Linked DNA regions of Mus musculus: region 2 is linked to region 1. The links are chromatin contacts, called in public HiChIP or PLAC-seq maps. All regions are on one chromosome and are shown on one strand. The core of a region is the stretch at or near the end of the contact, and the rest is flanking DNA. Distances in the headings are between cores, read along the strand shown. Region 1 holds the start of Prkcb (protein kinase C, beta). Region 2 overlaps Prkcb (protein kinase C, beta).

Evidence for each region. HiChIP or PLAC-seq counts read pairs in DNA pulled down with a chosen protein or histone mark.
Region 2: a contact with region 1 is called in an H3K4me3 HiChIP or PLAC-seq map of bone marrow-derived macrophages, with 2.4 times the contacts expected there. The contact joins the enhancer-like site here to the promoter of Prkcb in region 1. A contact is called at or near these places in 3 of 39 promoter capture datasets (embryonic stem cells, hippocampal neurons and neutrophils), 7 of 484 Hi-C or Micro-C datasets (LSK cells, bone marrow-derived macrophages, cerebral cortex and 4 more), 11 of 115 datasets of contacts at active chromatin or transcription factors (the 230-238 cell line, CD8 T cells, the SCID.adh cell line and 6 more) and 3 of 9 other capture datasets (adipose tissue, liver and pancreatic islet).

The regions. Positions count from the first base shown.
Region 1 is chr7:122,287,081-122,290,880 of GRCm38.p6, forward strand. Prkcb (protein kinase C, beta) reads left to right here and starts at 2,045. Exons shown (of 17, transcript NM_008855.2): 1 at 2,045-2,437; 2 at 3,433-3,464. The coding sequence starts at 2,265. Gm51497 (a long non-coding RNA gene) reads right to left here. Exons shown (of 3, transcript XR_003946872.1): 3 at 3,556-3,800.
Region 2 is chr7:122,327,554-122,331,353 of GRCm38.p6, forward strand. The region is part of intron 2 of Prkcb (protein kinase C, beta); the gene reads left to right. Among named protein-coding and RNA genes, the nearest start is that of Gm51497, 33 kb to the left of the region's middle. Within about 2 kb of position 1,823, at least 29 of the 459 cell types and tissues checked have an H3K27ac peak or open chromatin away from gene starts, as enhancers often do. A contact at or near this core is called in CD8 T cells, LSK cells, bone marrow-derived macrophages and 1 more, where this site is marked.

The DNA.
Region 1 (3,800 bases), core at 795-3,294:
ATACTATAGTGTGAACAATAAAAAGAAAGGAAGATCACTGGGCTGGCAAAACAAAACAAAACAAAACAAAACAAAACAAAACAAAACAAAACAAAAACCAGTATTCAAAGGCCACAGTTTGAACTTTAACCTGTAGATATCTGGGTCCTCTGGGAACCTGAGTCTCCAGCCTCTCTTCACACAGCTCTTCCAGGAATGGAATGGCTTTTAGGACAGCAGCAATGCGGCTCCAGGCCTAGACACCATGAGGTAGTTTGTTGTTACAGACCAAAGTCACTCAGAGCACTTGGTTCAAAAGACAGGATGTGGGCTGTGAGCCTCCAGTTCATCTTTCAAAGGAAATCTCCTTCAGCAGCAATGTCTCCTGGGATGTTTTCCCAAGTCTCCCTGGGAGGTGCTGGAGCCTCTCAAAAGACTAAGAATAGCCAGGGACATCCAGTTTCCCAAACATGCCAACCTTAAAAGTGAATGCCTTTTTCCCCCTTGTTACCTTTGCATTACTATGTAGGGGAAGGACACTGTATTATTATAGGTATATAGCTCACCATGCAGTTGCTAGACACCTCACTGTGACTCTCTGCTCAGGAGCTCCCAGTAGGAATTGTCAGAGTGGTATCCAGGCTCTGCCACTACAGAGGCCCAACCCTTTGTCACCAGTGCACTTTGTAGTCTGGACAGCCTCCATTGTACAACCCCGAGACTGTGTACCCCTTACTCACTTCCATCTAATTTTGCTTATTCACAGAACTTACCTGGTCTATACAGGTTATGGTTGTGACCGAATGAGACAGTGCACAAGCCTCCCTGACACCCTGTATGTTTAGTTTTAATTTTTGCACATTTACAGGTCATGCATGGTACAGGTAACCTTCTTCCATTCTGTTACTTACTCAAGCAGTGCTCACTGGGCTTGTAGGAGCTGTCAGATGCTAAACTCAACACCAGGAGACATGAAGGTGTCATTAACAATGCCGGGGACGTGTGGAAGAGTTCGGTCAGATGCCATTTTTCATCCCCAGGCTGTAGAGCATCACACCAGAGGGAGATTTAGATGCAGTGCCTTATATAACATGCAATGTCGTATCATTGGTTATCTTCCCATCCTTCAAGTGGCATCAAGGGGAGTATGGCGTTGGATATTAATGTTCCCTGAACATTTGAAATCTCTCCTAACAAATACAAGAAGGCCCCAGGTGTGAGGACAGCACCTGGGGAGATCTTAACCCACACAAACCTAGGTATTTCCAATCACATAGACTTTTGTTTTAACAGACTGCACAAGTATGACCAGAAGGGACAAAAGTGAATGAAATGTAGGGAAACGCTCATTTATTAAATTTGTCTCCTGTCATCATTAGCCCAGCCATTTTGGGGTTGGGGAAACTGTCTTTTTGTGGAGAGAGTTCTAAGTGTTCGAGCAAGTGGAGACAAGTCTTTGTGGTGGATATATACATATATACATATGCATATATGTATAGTCCTCCCCTACCTCTGCAGACCTTGGTGTGTGTGTGTGTGTGTGTGTGTGGCCACAGGCCTTTCCGGATGAGTGACAATGAAAGCCCATCCCTCCAGGAGACGCATGCCGAATGACCAATGGGATGATGGATGGAGGGTGCTGGGTACCAGTCTCTGCAGAGGCCAAGGTGAAACTGGCTGCTTCCAGCCTGTTCAACCCTCATCTCCTTGAGCCCCTTGGGTCCTTAGGCGTTTGGTCATTGCTGGATCAACCGAGGTGCTCATCTTAACGCACCCCAGGGCCTAGGACAGGGTGCCAGGGGCGCGGCTCAGATCTGTCCAGCGCAGACTGCGGTCCTCGCGCCGCAGCGCTGCGGCTAAGAACACTTGGCTGGGAGGCCTGCGGGTTGCGGTGTACGTGTATGTGTGTGTGTGTGTCTGTGTGTGTCTCTGCTGGTGGTACTGGTGGTGCCGATATGTAAAGCAGCTGGCGGCTCTGGGCGGGGCCTGGGTTTCATGCAAATGAGGGAGGCGGGGTTACACTGGGGCTCCGCCTCCCTCCCCCGCAGCTGGGGCCAGCGGTGCCAAGCACAGCTGGACCAGCGGCAGCAGCTGGGCGAGTGACAGCCCAGCTACGCGCGCGCGGCCGCCGCCAGAGCCGGCGCGAAGGGGCAGCGCGGCCCTGCGGTCCCCGGGCGGCAGCAGCGGCCGCCTAGTCCCGCGCCTTTCCGGGCTTGCAGCCCCGCGGTCCCGCCGCCCCGGGGCCGCCACCTCTCGGGGCTCCCCCCAGTCCCCGCGCGCGCAAGATGGCTGACCCGGCTGCGGGGCCGCCGCCGAGCGAGGGCGAGGAGAGCACAGTGCGCTTCGCCCGCAAAGGCGCCCTCCGGCAGAAGAACGTGCACGAGGTGAAGAACCACAAATTCACCGCCCGCTTCTTCAAGCAGCCCACCTTCTGCAGCCACTGCACCGACTTCATCTGGTGAGAGTGCGCCGCGCGGGCCACCTGCCTGGGGCCCTAGAGGGCAGCGACACGCATGGGGACCCCTGTTGTTGCCCCCGGGGGGAGGAGCCGTGTGATCACCCCCATCCCGCTGGACCCTTATGCCCTGCGCTCCCGGATGGCCAGTCCCTCAGGTGCTGGGTTCTCTGCTCCCAGACGGCTGGCCGCCAGGCGCCTTCTGCCCTCTTGCACTCTGTCGCCCGAGCGCCTAGGGACAGCGCTGCAGGCGCCTTTTCGACACCTGGCTCAGGGCTCAGTGTGGCTGTCCCTCCTCGGCAGGGCAGCTCCGCGGGTGTCTTTCTCGCCTGAGGTTCCCGATCTTTCTGCCTCCTTCCGGGCTCGAGGAGCTCTCACCCTCACCCCTCCTTTCCGGGGCAGCTCTCTGGGGTGTCCTCTACTTCCCCGGGGCGTGGAGCATCCTTCCCTCTGCGTCCCTAGAGCAGTGCCCTGGGTTATCTCTTACTTCGCCTCCAGAGTCTTGAGCACCCCTTTCATTCCTTGGTTCTCACCCTCAAGTCGCTGCAGGGCCCCTTTCTTCCCTCTGCCCCTCCAAGCATGGGGGGACCTTCCCCCCGCCCCCTAGCCCCTCAGGTGTTACCACCGTGGTGAAGTCCCTATCATCCTCCCCCTAGACAGGTCCTTTTCTCTTTCCTTGAGGGTACTCCCGGCATCTCCTTGGGCAAATATCCAGCCCGCCTTCCGCCCCCACCCGGGCGGAAATGCACCCTCGCATCCTGCCACCTGGTGGTCGTGGTCGCCTCTGTACTGCAGGGGAGATGTGAGGTGGGGGTTACTGCCAAGCTCCGGTAGTGTACCTCCCAATCCCATCCAAGGTGGAAGACACCTTGGAGACCAGGCTGTAGCTAGGAGGTTGCCCCTGGGGTAGAGGGACAGTGGGAAGGGAGAGGGCGACTGTGTGAAACTAGCTGGTAACTGGACCCCTCAGACTGATACTCCCTCTTGTGCTTTTACAGGGGCTTCGGGAAGCAGGGATTCCAGTGTCAAGGTAGGCTTTGTGGCGCTGTGGATGCCGATGGTGGGAAGAGAGAGTAATACAGACTTCAAAGACGTGGCCGAGTTAGGCAGAGTGAAGTAATCCTGCCTGTCAGAGTGACCTCCCAGGCTAGGAATCCTTCACCACCAAAGGGTCCTTTTAAGGGGTGTGTATTTGGGCCAGAGATGCACCATCCAGGAAAGGCCAGTGGAGCTCCTGGAAGGCCCTAAAAGTCAAAAAGTGCATCCATCCCGCTGCTATCTGAGCATTCTCTCAGGACTGCCAGCCCTGCTTAAGAAATGAAATGTCTTCAAGGACTCTTGTGTGTGGAGGGAACCTCTTTCTTCC
Region 2 (3,800 bases), core at 573-3,072, 40 kb after region 1:
GGTTGTGAGTTGCAAGAATAGCGTTTTTTAGCTGTGGTGCGTGCCTTTAATCCCAGCACTTGGGAGGCAGAGGCAGGCGGATTTTTGAGTTCAAGGCCAGCCTGGTCTTCAGAGTGTGTTCCGGGACAGCCAGGGCTACACAGAGAAACCCTGTCTCAAAAAACAAACCAACAAACCAAAAAACCAAAAACTAACCAAACAAAAAAGAATAGCATTTTTAAACCACTGAGCCCTCTCTAGAGTTCTCATTTTAAAATGATTGATTAGGTATCGATTCTTGGCCTTTTGGCTAAGATCAAGTGTAAATGATTTGGTATTTTCCAACACCAAACATTCAAAAGTGTGTGTCTATTTCATATTTACAGTTCATCTCAAGTCCAGCTAGCCAAATGTCACATACTTAGTAGCTACACATGGCTACTAGCCACCATTTTGGCAGAACTGCTGCAGACGAGAAGAGAGAGATCTAGACTGTGTAAGTCACCGACGTAAGGTTCCAGAAGGGATTTGAGCCATAATCTGACTCAGATATTAGGCCATTCTCAAGACACAGCATTCATGTCCCATACTCAGGTCATTTCTGTATAAACAAATCTCATGGGAAATCCTGTGGATTCCCCACAACATGGGCATGTGAATATTCAGCTAGTATTTTCATAGATTTACATGTTTTGTTTCTAAAGCAGATCAGCCTTGACTTCCTCTCTGTTGCTCTTTTAAAATTTCCCTTTGTGAACATTAATACTTCATTGTATAGAAAGCTAGAGTTCTCTTGGTTTTCCCTTGCAGGATTCCTGGGCAGCCGCTGTATCTGGAGGAGCCTGGGCACTTGTCTGTCTCTTGTTCTTGTGGGATATCTTAGAAGCCCTCTGTCCATGGTGCCATTTATTTCTCCAGCAAATATTAATAACTGACTGTCTGTAATGGAGTAAGGATTAGGTACAGGGGCCTTCGTGGTTGGGCAGGCTTGGATTTGAATTTCAAATCCACTTGATAGATGACCTTGGATAAGTCATTCAATCTCTCTAGACTTAAGCAGCCAATCAAAGAGAATGTCTACCTTTCAGGACTTACTGTGAAGATCACGTGATATAGAACACGTGAAGTGTGACTCCACGGAGCCAATAATAAAAATAAAAACAAAACAACAAGTGATTCTTTCAGTAGACCTACTGTGTGCCAGGCAGTAACCAAACGATGCCAAGTTTCCTTCACCTTTTCTCATTATTTTCCTCTTCTTTCTCTTCTTCTGTTCCTCCCTCCAGAGTTCTCTCCCTTCCTTTGTAGCCTCCTAGTCTCAGATTCTCCATTGTCTTGCCTCAGCCTCCCAGGCACTGCAGGACAGACTCCTATTTCTTTAGGAATGTAATTCACTGATTATTATCAACATTACTACTAACTTAACCCATTTTGGATTTCTTATGCAGTTGGGAGATGGTCTTCTTTGTACCCTCTGCAGCCCCTCTGGCCCACAGTTCCTGAAGACAGCTGCATTGGATATGCAGTTAATGGAAATTCGTGCTGAGAAATATACAGATATATGACACCAGGGGAAAGAATTTCTTTCTGTTGAGACTTGACTCGAATCTCAGCAATCATACAGGACCCAGGGTGTTCGTCTAAAGCTCCACTTCTCATTCCAAGATCCAGCTTTCTCATGAGCACATCTCTCGCTCCTACACTTGACTACAGTCATCTGGCTTGCTCTACTCTCTTTTCTTTTTCCCTTTAGGCTGTTTCTCTTCCTGTTTCCATGTCCCAACCTGACCATGGCAAAGCATAGCTAAAGAAGGTTGTGTGTCCTTATTAATGAATTAATACTTTTGCTGGGTTGAGCTAGCCTTCTGGGACAGGTCCTGTGTCAGAGTGGGTTTTTCTAGGTGTGAGGTCATGGGGGTACTTGATGAAGCAGTGTGTAGCCTGGCCTTGGCTGAAGGCAGTTCTGTGAACCCTCTTCCAGTGTCTCTGTGAATTGGGAGGTAGTTGTCTTCTGGGAGATGGGGAGTTGGTGGGCATGCTCCCGTGAGCCAGATTAGGGCCAGGCTGGGGTATGGGCTGCACGGGGATTGATCACTCAGGGTCTCTTCCCTTGCTTCCTTTCTGTGTTCTCTTCATCCAGGAAGCTGAGTCTGTTGATAGTCAGATAATAGCTTTGTGACCATTTCCCACTTTAAGCATTAGCTAGTGCCAAGGAAGAGGAAACCCTCAAAGCCAGCTGCCTCTGACTCAGACACCATTGGTTTTTTGCCATAACCACCACGTGGCTGCCTTCTTCCAGCCATAGTCTGATTTTTCTCTACCACAACCTGTCTGGGCTGCCCTGAGCTGGCTTGGGTTTGATTGTTTTTGTCAAGATGGAGTTACTTTTTGCCACCTCAAGAAGGGAACCCCTTCTTTGGCGAGAGAGAAATTGAGATTATTCGGTGTCTGGGAGGGTCTTACTGGAGACCATACTTCATGTCTGATGAAGGGCCCTGGCCTTGTGCTCAGAACCTTGTGACAGCTTTTCTGTACCAGGGGCTCTGGAGACTCTCAAAGGCTGGTGGGGTGAATGTGATCTCTGTAAGAGTGTGAGCCCTTCTACCAAAAGAGCAAGATGGCTGGCCATATACCCTTCCTTCCTTCCTTCCTTCCTTCCTTCCTTCCTTCCTTCCTTCCTTCCTTCCTTCCTTCCTTCCTCTTCCCCACCACATTTAATACAGTATAATGATGAGGAGTATAGATGAATCCTGCCTTGGTGTGAACCCCAGCTCTACCTCTCACTGGTGTATGTAGTCTTAGTTAAGTTTATAACCCTTTCCTTGCCTCAGCTGTAAATAAGATGTTGAGGAATAATAACAGAGCATGCTTTATAGAATTATGTGTTCCCTGTTCTCCAGTTCCTTTCCTGCTGAGCATGTTAATAAATATTATTTTTAGAAATAATAAAATATGTAAACAAGAGACAGGGTCCCTCCTGGGCATCTTCCAAGGGACTCTACCCCATTTCCCTATGTTGAGCAAACCTGAAGGTGGTGTCAGGCTTTGTCAGGGGTCATTGTGTTTATGATGGTGATTTTTGAGACACAGTCATACTATATAGCCTGGGGTGACCTTGAATTTGAGGTCTTCCTGTTATGGTCTTCTAAGTATTATAAGTTCACATGTGTACCACCACATCCAGCTGTGATTATTAAAACAATCTCTGTGGACTGGAAAGATAGTTCAGTGTTTAAGGGTACTGGCTGCCCTTCCAGAGGATCTGGGTTCAATCCCCAATACCGCATGTGGGTCATGTCTGTAACTTCAGTGCCAAAAACATCCAACACCCTCTTCTTTTCTAGTTCAACAAAGAAAGACAAAGTAAGAGCTTTTAATGAAGAGACTCAGTCAGGGGCTGAAAAGATGGCTCAGTGGTTAAGAGCACTGACTGCTCTTCAAGAGGACTTGGGTTCAATTCTTAGTACCCATGTGGTGGCTCACAGCTGTCCATAATTCTAGTTTCTGGAGATCTGATGCTTTCTTCTAGCCTTCATGGGCATGAGCACACAAGTGATGCAAAGATATGGAGATGTGGAGGCTAAATATCCATACACATAAAATAAAATGTGAAAGGTATGGAGACATGGGGGTGAGAGACAGACAGACAGACAGATACTCAGAGAGAGAGAGAGAGAGACAGAGACAGAGACAGAGACAGACACACACGCACACGCACACACACACACACACACACACACACACACACACACACACAGAGAGAGAGAGAGAGAGAGAGAGAGAGAGAGAGAGAGCCACAGAGAAAGTCAGCTTTAGTGATT